Regions from separate parts of the Gossypium hirsutum genome. Here regions 1 and 3 are each linked to region 2. The links are chromatin contacts, called in public Hi-C maps. All regions are on one chromosome and are shown on one strand. Each heading gives the region's core, a stretch centred on a gene start, on an enhancer-like site or on the middle of the called end of the contact. The rest is flanking DNA. Distances are from core to core; before and after follow the strand shown. Region 1 holds the start of LOC107922244 (aquaporin PIP2-7-like). Region 2 holds the start of LOC107922398 (heavy metal-associated isoprenylated plant protein 26). Region 3 holds the start of LOC107922576.

What was found. Hi-C and Micro-C count contacts between places; a contact is called where the count stands out from the background.
Region 1: a Hi-C map of leaf shows a contact between it and region 2, with 3 times the contacts expected there. The contact joins the promoter of LOC107922244 here to the promoter of LOC107922398 in region 2. A contact is called at or near these places in 3 of 34 Hi-C or Micro-C datasets (callus and leaf).
Region 3: a contact with region 2 is called in a Hi-C map of leaf, with 2.3 times the contacts expected there. The contact joins the promoter of LOC107922576 here to the promoter of LOC107922398 in region 2. A contact is called at or near these places in 8 of 34 Hi-C or Micro-C datasets (hypocotyl and leaf).

The regions. Positions count from the first base shown.
Region 1 is chrD01:55,707,878-55,711,732 of Gossypium_hirsutum_v2.1, reverse strand. It overlaps LOC107922244 (aquaporin PIP2-7-like), which reads right to left and starts at 1,315. Exons shown (of 4, transcript NM_001327196.2): 1 at 918-1,315; 2 at 528-823; 3 at 301-441; 4 at 1-217. The coding sequence starts at 1,197. The coding sequence ends at 98.
Region 2 is chrD01:55,496,245-55,499,986 of Gossypium_hirsutum_v2.1, reverse strand. It overlaps LOC107922398 (heavy metal-associated isoprenylated plant protein 26), which reads left to right and starts at 2,254. Exons shown (of 2, transcript XM_016852418.2): 1 at 2,254-2,742; 2 at 3,432-3,742. The coding sequence starts at 2,665.
Region 3 is chrD01:55,689,904-55,693,653 of Gossypium_hirsutum_v2.1, reverse strand. It overlaps LOC107922576, which reads left to right and starts at 2,032. Exons shown (of 2, transcript XM_016852666.2): 1 at 2,032-2,329; 2 at 2,410-2,921. The coding sequence starts at 2,108. The coding sequence ends at 2,739. LOC107922577 (SKP1-like protein 1A) reads right to left here. Exons shown (of 2, transcript XM_016852667.2): 2 at 3,601-3,750.

The DNA of each region.
Region 1 (3,855 bases), core at 66-2,565, 210 kb before region 2:
TCATCATTCATAATAATCTTCTCATACACACAAACGAACAAATGGAGAAAATAGAAAAAGAGTGAAGTGGAGACAAAGCTATTTGGGTTGATTTTTTTTAGTTGGTGGGGTTGCTGCGGAAGGATCCCAAAGCTTTGATAGCTGCTGCTCTAAGGATGTACTGATGATATATAGCTGCTGCAAGTGCTCCAACAAATGGACCAACCCAGAAAATCCACTGTCCATCACAAATATAAACCATGTCTTAGTTTCAAAGATCAAAAAAGGACAGTAAAATGTTAATAGTACATGAACACTTACGTGTTCATCCCAGGCTTTGTCGTTATTGTAGATTACAGCAGCACCGAAACTCCTTGCAGGGTTAATACCAGTACCGGTGATGGGGATGGTAGCCAAGTGAACCATGAACACTGCGAACCCTATTGGAAGGGGAGCCAATACCTACACCCAAAACAACAGTTTAAATCCCATCAGACACGGTAACAGCTTAAAATCATGGAGTCGATCCATATATAGATGTTACATACAGGGACGTGGGAGTCACGGGCACTTCTCTTGGGGTCGGTGGCTGAGAAAACAGTGTAGACAAGTACGAAAGTTCCAATAATCTCAGCTCCCAAGGCAGTTCCCTTGTTGTAGCCAGAAGCCACGGTGTTTGCACCACCACCAAGGGAGTTGTATGGATGCTTCATGAAAGCTTTAACCAACCCAACTCCACATATAGCACCCAAGCACTGTGACACCATGTAAGCCACAGCCCTAATGAAAGACACTTTACGGGCCAAAAACAACCCAAAAGTCACCGCAGGGTTAATGTGTCCACCTGTAACCAAAACAACCAAAACACTTCAAGCAAACAAAAGAGCAATTTAGTTTTTAGGGTTAGGGGTTTTGTTTTGGTGTGGTGTTGGTGTTACCTGAGATACCGGCAGTGCAGTAAACAAGGATAAAGATCATGCCACCGAAAGCCCATGCAATACCCAAGAGACCAACACCATCACATGCATCTTGTTGTTTCTTGTGACCAATTACAGTAGCAACAGTGACATAGAGGAAGAGGAGAGTGGCTATGAACTCAGCTATGAGGGCTCTGTAAAAAGACCATGACTTGAGTTCAGCCATGTCAATCAGAGGTGCCGGTGGAGGGTCCACATAGTCCTTACGACCCTGTCCTTCTTCACTAACTTCCTTAGACATTGTTTTTGGGTCTCTCTCCAAGCTTTCCTTTGTGGTTTGCTTACGGGGAGGTGCTTATTATATCTATGTTGTTTCTTTGTGCAACTAAATGCAGCTTCAAATCACTCCCTTTTAAACTGGTGTCAAGGGGAAACACAAATGGTGCATTTACGGATAAGCCAAGGGTAGTGTTGGAATATAATTTGGGTTATGGGAAATCATTTTCCTTAAATAATAATATATTATTTGGTGGGTTTGAGAAGGGGTAGGGGACAGTCAGGGTGGGACCAAAGGGTGTACAGCGAGACCATGTGACTGTGAGGGCTAAAAGTAATCATCATCTCAAAAGTAGGGTTTCAAAGGGGTCAGCCTGGCATCCAACCTAAGCCACGGTTATATCTTGTCTTTTTTTCTCTCTTTTTTTATTTCTCCATAATTTTACTTGAATTTCCTACAATATCCCTTTCATATCCCCTTCCCTTTGTGTTGCCACATCATCTCATACCATTTCCTTTCTCTCCAGTTATTTATATCAAACTATTTCCAATTTTTCAAATATTTTTAAATGGTTAACTCCCCAAATGAATTTGTAAAATATTCATTTATTTCTTTTAATTATTTTAATCTAGAGCTAATATACGTGTACTTACCGCTTAAACAATTTAAATATGATATTCTAAAAATATAATGTGAATAAATTTAGGGTGATAATTTTTTTAGCACGAATGATCTAGTTTGTTCATTTAGTAGGTACACTCGTGTTCACAATTTAATTCACTTATTTTCTTTTATAGAAGAAGAAGAGCATTAGTGACCTTAGGACTAGAGGTGCTCATGGGCCGGGCCGGGTTCGGACCGGGCTCAGAAAAAATTTTGGCCCGAGTCTTAGGCTCAGGCCCGGCCCGAAATATGAGCCTAGAATTTTACCCATGCCCGGCCCGGGAAAAATTCATAAGCCCAGGCCTGGCTCGGCCCGGCCCGTTTTTTAAATAAATACCAAAAATTTATTTTAAAAATTAAAAAAATTTAAAAATAAAAATATTTATTATATTTGGGCCGGGTCGGGCTCGGGCCAAAAAAGTGGTGCCCGAGGCTCGGCCCGTTTTTTAATCGGGCCTCGTTTTTTTGCCCAAGTCCATATTTCGGGTCTATATTTTTACCCAAACCCTTCCATATTTCGGGCGGGCCGTCGGGCCGAGCTGGGCTGCCCGGCCCATGAGCACCTCTACTTAGGACCTATTAGTCCTTACATAAGATTTCTAGCTTTATCATCTAATAACATCTTCCTAACATTAATCAAAAGTAACTAAAAAATGACTAACTCTAAAGGGTTCTCAAGGCATGTTTTTGCTATACAATCAGCTTTCTACTTTAATACCTTGGATGAGTGAAGCCATCATAACATCCTCAGAATCTGCGTTTAGCATATCAACCGCTACCTTGCTATCACTCTCCAGAATAACTTTAGAATAACATCTATGTCAAGCTACTTGTACACCATGATATATTGCCCATAATTCATTTATTTTAAGTATACTTCACATTAAATTTAAGGTAGCATTTAATGTCGAAACTAACTAAATGATCTGATTGAAGTGATACTAATGTTTCGGGTTTAAAAATCAATTTAGAATCTAAGTCATAATTTACGAAATTTAGGTATAATTAACCCAAAAATAAAGTATTTATATTTAGTCCAGTATACTATTTTAGGCTTATATCACGATTTGATCCACAAACTATATATTTTAATTTCGAACATTTTTGTCATGCTTAAAAGAAAGTGATGTGTTCTCATTTATTGGGTATAACATTTTTTTTAACACTACTAATTGTTTTTACTAAAAATTATAATGGAATGACAGCTTAGATACCAGAATGAGGCTACAAAATATTTAGATACCATATTGAGAAAATGAGTATAATTTAAAGGCTAAACTGAAAAGGTATAAGCCTTATTTTTATTATTATTCGAACTGTTGATTGAATTAATATAAAGAATCAATCATACATTAATTTAATTGAAAATAATTAAAATTTTATTATTTTTGTAATAATAATACAATATATTTTTATCACTTTAAAATATTTGTATATAAAATCAATAATTTGATAAAATATTACTACCATTGTAAATATTATAATTAATTGTTAAAGGTGTGTGAAGAAAATAAAACACTATAAAACTTTAACTAGCTTCCATTTTAGCCCTTTTTCTTCCTTTCTTTGGAATAGAGAAATTGAGTGTTACATAGAAAATCAAAGACGTTACTTAAAGCAACCTCAAAATTACACAAAACCACTATTTCTAGTTTTTCTTTTCTTAATTATTAAACAATAGCATTTACTAATCATATAAATAAAGTAATAAACTATAACTACACCTTTCTTGATTTCTTTTTCCTTTCTACTTTATTACCTACGCCCTTCTCATTTAATCTCAAAAAAATTACATCCTTCCCTTATTTTTCATGATTTGATGTGACGTACTAAATTTAAATAGATCACATGCATGTTAATACGTGCCCTCTCTTAAGACCAACATGTATTCTCTTGACATGAGCTCGCCACACATGTTAACGAAGTCTATAGTATAGTAAGCGAGTTGTTAAGCAGCAAGCTATAATCATTGAAGCAAAAGGGGTCGGATTAATATTATTAAAAGATGTTAGATGTTTG
Region 2 (3,742 bases), core at 1,005-3,504:
CAAATAATAGCTCAATTTTATAATGAAAGATTTAATTATTTAAAAAGAATTGACAAATAATTTAATCTTTAAAATATATATTTAATGTATTTACTTTTAATATTTAAAAATTAATTTATTTATTGACTAACATAATAACATCGTATAAACGTACATACAATAACGAGGAAATGTTTTGCTTTGAAATCCATGGGATATTGCACCCACCTCCAACACTTTTCACTTTAAAAAATTGGGCCAAGTAGGCTTAAATTGAGCTAAATATATTTAAAACTGGGCTTTTACCATCAACACCCAAACTTGGCTCTCAACTTTTCAACTAACATATTACGGTGAAAGGTCGAAGCCTGCTATTAGATGGTATGTTAATGATTTAATTTTTGTATTTTAATAACCACATTTTTGTTCTTTGTATAGAGACTAAATAGGGCTGAAGGTAAGAAATAAATTTAAGGGTTAAAATATAATTTTTTAATTTTTTAAAAGATTTAAATAAAAATTAAAAGAAAAATCTCGGCGGACTCTAGCTTCAGTGGGGCATAATATTGAGCTCGAATTATTCAAGGTTCAAGAGTTTATTTACTAGCATGATAGAGTTGAGTGGTACAAAAAGAGATTCTCTCCAAAACAACGAGAGAAGCTTTTATATAATTTTTTTTAAAAGGTAAATTCATTAATTTATTCAATAAATGAAATCACAGAGAAAAAATAGCAAACATTCGTTGTAAATGGTAAAGGACAAGTTCTATCAACACAACAAAAGTTTTAACCTCAACATCAATAGAACATTATGACACGTTGACAATTGACTTTGTCACATCTCAAACATGACATATCTGAAGTGATTGCAAGCAGTTAATAAGATAATAAAATCATCCTCGAATTGTCCAAAGTAGAGAACAAAAATTGACAAAAGAATCGAACACTCACTAAACTAGAGAGGACGACAACAAAATTATTCTTAAAATCACTAGTAAAATTAAGATTATATGCGTAAACAGGACTAAATTGATATACTCAATGAACAGTTTGTAAATCAATTATAAATACTACTCTATTTCTCCATTTTCGTCCTCTACCTTGCTTTCCTTTTCTTCCAAGTACTAACTCGATGGCTGAAGATCGTCCCAACACATAGGCCCCAACGCCCCAACATCAAATCTAGCTTGCCACAGAGTACGTACATATGGTTCAATAATCTGTATGTTTATTTGTACTAAAAAACAAAAGACAATATAATGCTTATGCATGTTAGATCGAATTTAAATATTGTGAATAAAGAAAATATTAATGAGAGAACTTTACTTATTGGAGGTCCAATCTAATTTAAATTCGAATTTATTCATTGATTACCAAAATGTATAAAACAAAAGAATACTAATAAAATCTATAAAGGATATTAGGCTTTATTACTTTCTTTACTGTATAATATGGGCTGGATTGAAAGAAAAGAGCAAACTCATGGGTCCCATATTGTATATAAAGCTCCTCAACCCATTATTGATAAGGGTAGGAGGGTGAGGTGAGGTTGACAGTTGAGGGTGGGACCACAAAACCGAGACACAAGCGCGTGGACTCGTCATCTGATCTCGCGACACATTACTTACTATCCAGGGTCGGTGTTTTGTTACTTTCTTCCCTGCCTTCGGCTGCCATTTCTAATTTATGACCCCTCAGCTAAGTAAAACCTAGACACGCGGCGCTAAATTAGGTATATCACAATAAAAATATCCAACCACGTAGATTTCCACGAAGCCACTACTCGTATGGTAAAATACTCCCTTTTTGTTCTTTTTATCAATCTTTGTATTACATGAAAATAGTTGTCTTAGTCCACATATTATAATTTATTCAATTTTAGCCCTTAAATTTTTAAATTTCACCCTTGATTCAAACTGTTATGTTAAATTTATTAGTTAAAACTAGTGATGCCAAAATCGAACCAAACAACTAATTGAATCGAGTATTGATGATCTGGTGACGTAAAATTAGATATAGAACATACCGTTTGCGAATCAATTAAAAAGGAAAATTTAGACAAAAAAAAATTGATGGTTAAATTGATTATAGCCCTTTATGAATTTATAAAAATATAATTTTATGAATTTTTTAATATTATTAAACTAACATTTCAACTAGTTAATTTGGGAAGTGGATCATCCCTCGATTTTTATTAGCATTATGTAAAAGTTTTACCATGAAACCCTCCTTTCTTTCTATATATATTTAGCCCAGCGGAGGAGGAATTTGGACTTCACCTCACCTCGTAGAAGTGTTTGAAAATAACAAAACTTAACTGAATAAAAATAAAATTTATCATTTAATTAGGATTCAAAAAGTAAATGAAGTAAAGTACTAAATTATGAGGACTGATAACAACATTTTACCATGAAACCATCCTTTCTTTCTATATATATTTAGCCCAGCAGAGGAGGAATTTGGACTTCACCTCACCTGTATCATTCTCACTCATTCACTCCTTCACAGTTGAAAAACCCTTTAATTTTAAAAAGGATATTTTGGTTATATACTGAGAAATCCAACTTCTTTTGTATCTTTATCCTTTTGGTACTTCAATTATCAAAAGAAAGAAAAGCATCAACAACAACAAAAAAAAGCCCATACACTTAAGTGAAAAACCAGACAAGAGAGAAAACAAGAAAAATGGGTGTTCTGGATCATGTTTCAGATCTGTTTGACTGTTCTCACAGTTCCAAGCACAAGAAACGTAAGCAGTTGCAGGTACATCTCTTTACCTATGCCGTAGATTTCCCTTTGGGTGTAGATCAAGATATTTGGTGGATGTTTTTATTAAGTTAACCAAATTGTTTCTATTGTTTTCTTTAATTTTATTTTTTGTCGTTATAAGATGATTAGATTTAAGTGGTTTAGGGTTCGGATCTGGCCGTCAATATTGCTAAGATTTTATGTTTAATGGCGTTTTCTTTGTTGATCTAAGCTTGATTGTTCTAAAAATGGTGGAAGGTCGAAAACCCAGATTTTATTTGAATAATAATAATCATCTTCTTGGTTTACTTTACTGTCAACTGGGTCTATCTATTATAAGTATTTATTTATTGCTGCATTATTGTTTCTGTCTCCGTTCATCTGTCAGTATACTTATTGTTGATTAGAAAACTTACTAAATTAATTAGGGTATTAACACTATGTAAAAGTAGGAAAAAAGGGTTGAAAAGTAATTTTGGTCTATTTACTTAAAATGTCCGACAAACGACTAGTTATTTTCATGAATCTGTTCATACTATTTACACTATTATTTGTGAATTTTCATGAATTTGATTATATTAATTACCCTACTATTTTAATCCAAGTATTTAGTTTCAGCTTTTAACATAGTGGAGGGACTGAAACCAGAATTAGACCAAACATTTGTCAACCTAAGAGTTGTTACTTTTTTCTTTATTTTTTAGACGGTGGAAATCAAGGTGAAAATGGACTGCGAAGGATGCGAACGGAAAGTGAAAAAATCAGTGGAAGGGATGAAAGGGGTGACACAAGTGGACGTGGAGCGGAAGGCCAGCAAGTTGACGGTCGTCGGATATGTGGACCCGAAGAAGGTCGTGGCACGAGTGGCGCATCGGACGGGGAAGAAGGTGGAGCTATGGCCCTATGTGCCGTACGACGTGGTGGCTCACCCATACGCCCCCGGGGTTTACGATAAGAAGGCTCCGGCTGGGTACGTCCGCAACGCCGAGGACCCGCAAGTGTCGCATCTCGCACG
Region 3 (3,750 bases), core at 783-3,282, 190 kb before region 2:
AACAAACCTTTTCCTCTTCAAACTCAAAATTATTTTTCATTTTGACTCCAAAAAAGTTGTCTTTCATTTTCACTTAATAAAATTAATTTTATCTCCCAAATGATTAATATAATTTCGTATTCAAATTTCTTTTTAAACTTGTGTAGCTGAAGTGAGTTTAAAATATATACCTAAAGTTAATTCATAAAATATTCTCTATCCTCCAATTGAATTCTAAAAGTATAAGAATTATACCACTTAGCTCATTCTGTTTAGTTTAGACACTAAATATCAACTTAAATCTAAGATGAATCATATTTACATGTCAATCATATTATAAACATATGTGTACCTATTACATAAAGAGTTCGAATATATCATGTTAATATATATGTATGTATATATATAGCTTTCATAAATCTTATTGACATGACTTGTTTTCGTTATCACATCGTATCCAAATTGTTCATACAACAAATACATATTTGAATTGTGTTTTACATCTAATTGACTTATTGGAATGACAAACTAACTTCATTGATATAACATTAATTTTAAGTACAGTTTACATATAAAAAAAAAACTGATAAATTTAAAAAAGCTTAATGCAATTAAATAATATATATATAAAAACCAGGAATGTTCCCTTTCCCTTAAAAAAAAGATGGTGGAAATGAAGTTAGTGGTCCCTTAAATCATTCATTAAAGACTAAAAAGAAAAAAAAAGTAACAAAAATGATGGCAACAGTTGTCTTGGCAAATGGCAAACCAAACACCATACTCTACATATTAAATTACAAAAGCAAGTCTCTGATAATTGTATGTATACAACATATAACATATATAATCATAATCATAAAATAAATAATAATTTTTAAAAGGCTTGTGAAAATCTGACCCAAATACTCTGTTTTGGCAATGAGTTTATAATTTATTGTTTTCAGAACATGACTACTGAATACTGATATCCTGTTTTATTGTATAAATTTTTCTGATGGAAGCTGCCATTTTTGTTTTATTGATGAAAAAAGAAAGAAGAATAAAAAAATAAAAGGTGATATAAGCCAAAAGCTCTGTGTTTTCATGTTGTCTTCTTCATTCACCTTTTTTTTTTATTTTTTGTATATAATAAAATTATGAGTTGTTAGTTTATTATCTTCCACATTCGGTTGATTTTTAAATCGAATTTATGATTTTTTTTTAAAAAAATTTAGTTTTAGAGATTTGACAAATCTTGAACAATAAGAATATATACGGCATTCTTTTGGGTGATTGAAATGTATAGATTTTGTTTTAACCATGTTGTGAATAGCTTCACAAACGTAATTAAAAAAATGATCATATGTCTATCGCATGTTAGATTTTCAATTATCACTTTTGAAGTTTTTAAACTCTATTATATTTAATTATATATTTCATTGTTTTTCATAAATATTATGAACTCACATTTGCTTCAATTATTTTTTTACAACGGCAGGAAGTAGAGGTTACTTGGGTTTGAACTCAATTTTGGTGTTGCACTAGAACACTAGTCTTTTCAAATGGCCATTGAAAGCTTTAAAAGATAAGGTTTAAATATGGCCAAATTTTGCTACTAATTTATCTACTTGGATTTTGTCTATGTATTTTTTATTTTTTATTTTTTATTCAAAATTTTTATTATCATTTTTTATCAAATTTTTTCTATTAAGTGAGAGTAGCTTAATTAGCATGTTAAGAAGCACTAATGGTATTAATTATTTCACTTAAATTTTATTTATTGTAAATACTAAATCCCTAATTTTATTGTAACCTTTAAATTTGTTGATGGTGTTGTTAAAGAAATGGAGGGAGAGAACATTTGGGCCTAAAAGAGGAAAGAAAAGTAATGAAATTAGAAAACCCAACATTTCACGAAGGTCCAATCCACCATTAGGTGTTAGCCTCTGGCTTCTCTTCAATTAAGGTCACCTTGTAAGGAATATCGTAAGTTCCAAGCTAGGTTTAGGGTTAACTTTTTATTCCCTTTTAACTTTATTCACATATATATATGTAATAACAAACGCACTGTCCAGTTCGAAACGCTGTGATATTCCATTTTGTGTTTATTCTTTGAATAGAGGGTTCTTTGGAGAGTGATATCTCAGTGATGGATGCAGAAAAGAAGACTTGGTTTTGGCTCGACCGAACCTTGTTAATGTGTTTGCTTTACTTTGCTGTAGATGGTAATAAACAGCACTTTATTGCCACGCTCGTCGCATTGATATTGCATGATTTCGTAGTTTACATGGTCAAGCTCCTTCTCCAGGATATTTATGCTCTTTTCTCCACTCTGTTACACAACTTGAAGTTAAGATCTTTAAACAAAAGCGTAAGTGCCTTATTATTATTATCATTATGGTGGATTGAATTTGCATGCATGATCTGATATTCCTGAATGTATTGTTTCAGGGTACCATTGAGGGAGGAAATTACAACAGCATGAGAGAAAAGGAGGAAGTAGAAATAAGGACAACAGCGAAGAAGAATGAAAAAGAAGGTGAAGAGGGAAGCATGCAGGTGCAAGTTGCATGTGAGACTTGCAGGATGTTCAAAGAGGAAGAAGCAATGAAAGCCAAAGGGAAATACAAGGATAAGTACAAGAAAAAGTTGCTGCAAAAGGAGGAGAATTTTGATAGAGTTAAAAGCACTTTGAAAGAAAAATATAATGAAGATAGAGACAAGTGGGAAGAAGAGAGAAAGTTGCTCAAGATAAAGTATGAAGAGATGCGATGGACATAAACCAAACAAAAAACCCTTTAATTACTTAGTTATTAATGTTTATTGATAGATGATGTCCTAAGAGGGCATATTAACTAATAATACCAGTTCTGATGCTTTTTAAATTTATGGGGTATATTGAGATATCAATGTTTATTCCTGTTTTGAACAATGTTGAAGAAAAACATGCAAGTTTAATGTTACTTGAGAGAGGATATTCTTAAGCACTCTTCAAAGCTTTTACTCAAGAGAGGATTACTCACAACTGCAAAATCATATCATCAAATGAAAACTCTATCAAGCATGTTTGCAAGACTTACATTAAAACCAAGATACTTGAAAACATGGGGAGGATTAGATTTAGCTGCTATTAATTTCATAACTTTTTATACATGCAAGTACAATATTGTAAATCCAACCAATGAAACACTGTAAAACCATTTGAAGTTACAGATTAGGGCCAGTAGGTCCCATGAGAGGTAAATTTACTTATCTTTCAATCTGGAGCTAGTTTAGCATTGTAAGGTCCTTTTGGAAAACACCGATCAGTCATTTTCTTGGTTGAAAAGCACATTCTAAAGCTGCTTTGCTGTCAAAAGGCTTTTGAATAGTCAGGCTAAATATACCCTTAAACTGAATCTCCCTAAAATAGGATTTCTACGCTTCCATTAAAGGTGGTAAAGGATTGCCCAAAAATAAAAAAAAACTTGAGCACACATGATTCATAGAACTCGGATTGTATAATGTATGTAAATATGCATTTGGTTCAATTATATATCGTAAATATGTATGTATGCATTGCACATCACTTCTCCCAAGTAGAAGTTAAATAAAAGTGAGATGATCAGAAACAACAAAAATACTAAAGAATAGCAATGCAAATTAAGAAATTCTAATTATATTATGATAATAGAGGAGGGGAGAAGTTCATATTAAATATCCTCTAGAATAGAAGACACTAATGCATATAACAAAATAAGCCAAAAGAAAGCCAATGTTCTTAATTTTTTTCCCCAACTTGAAAACCTAGCG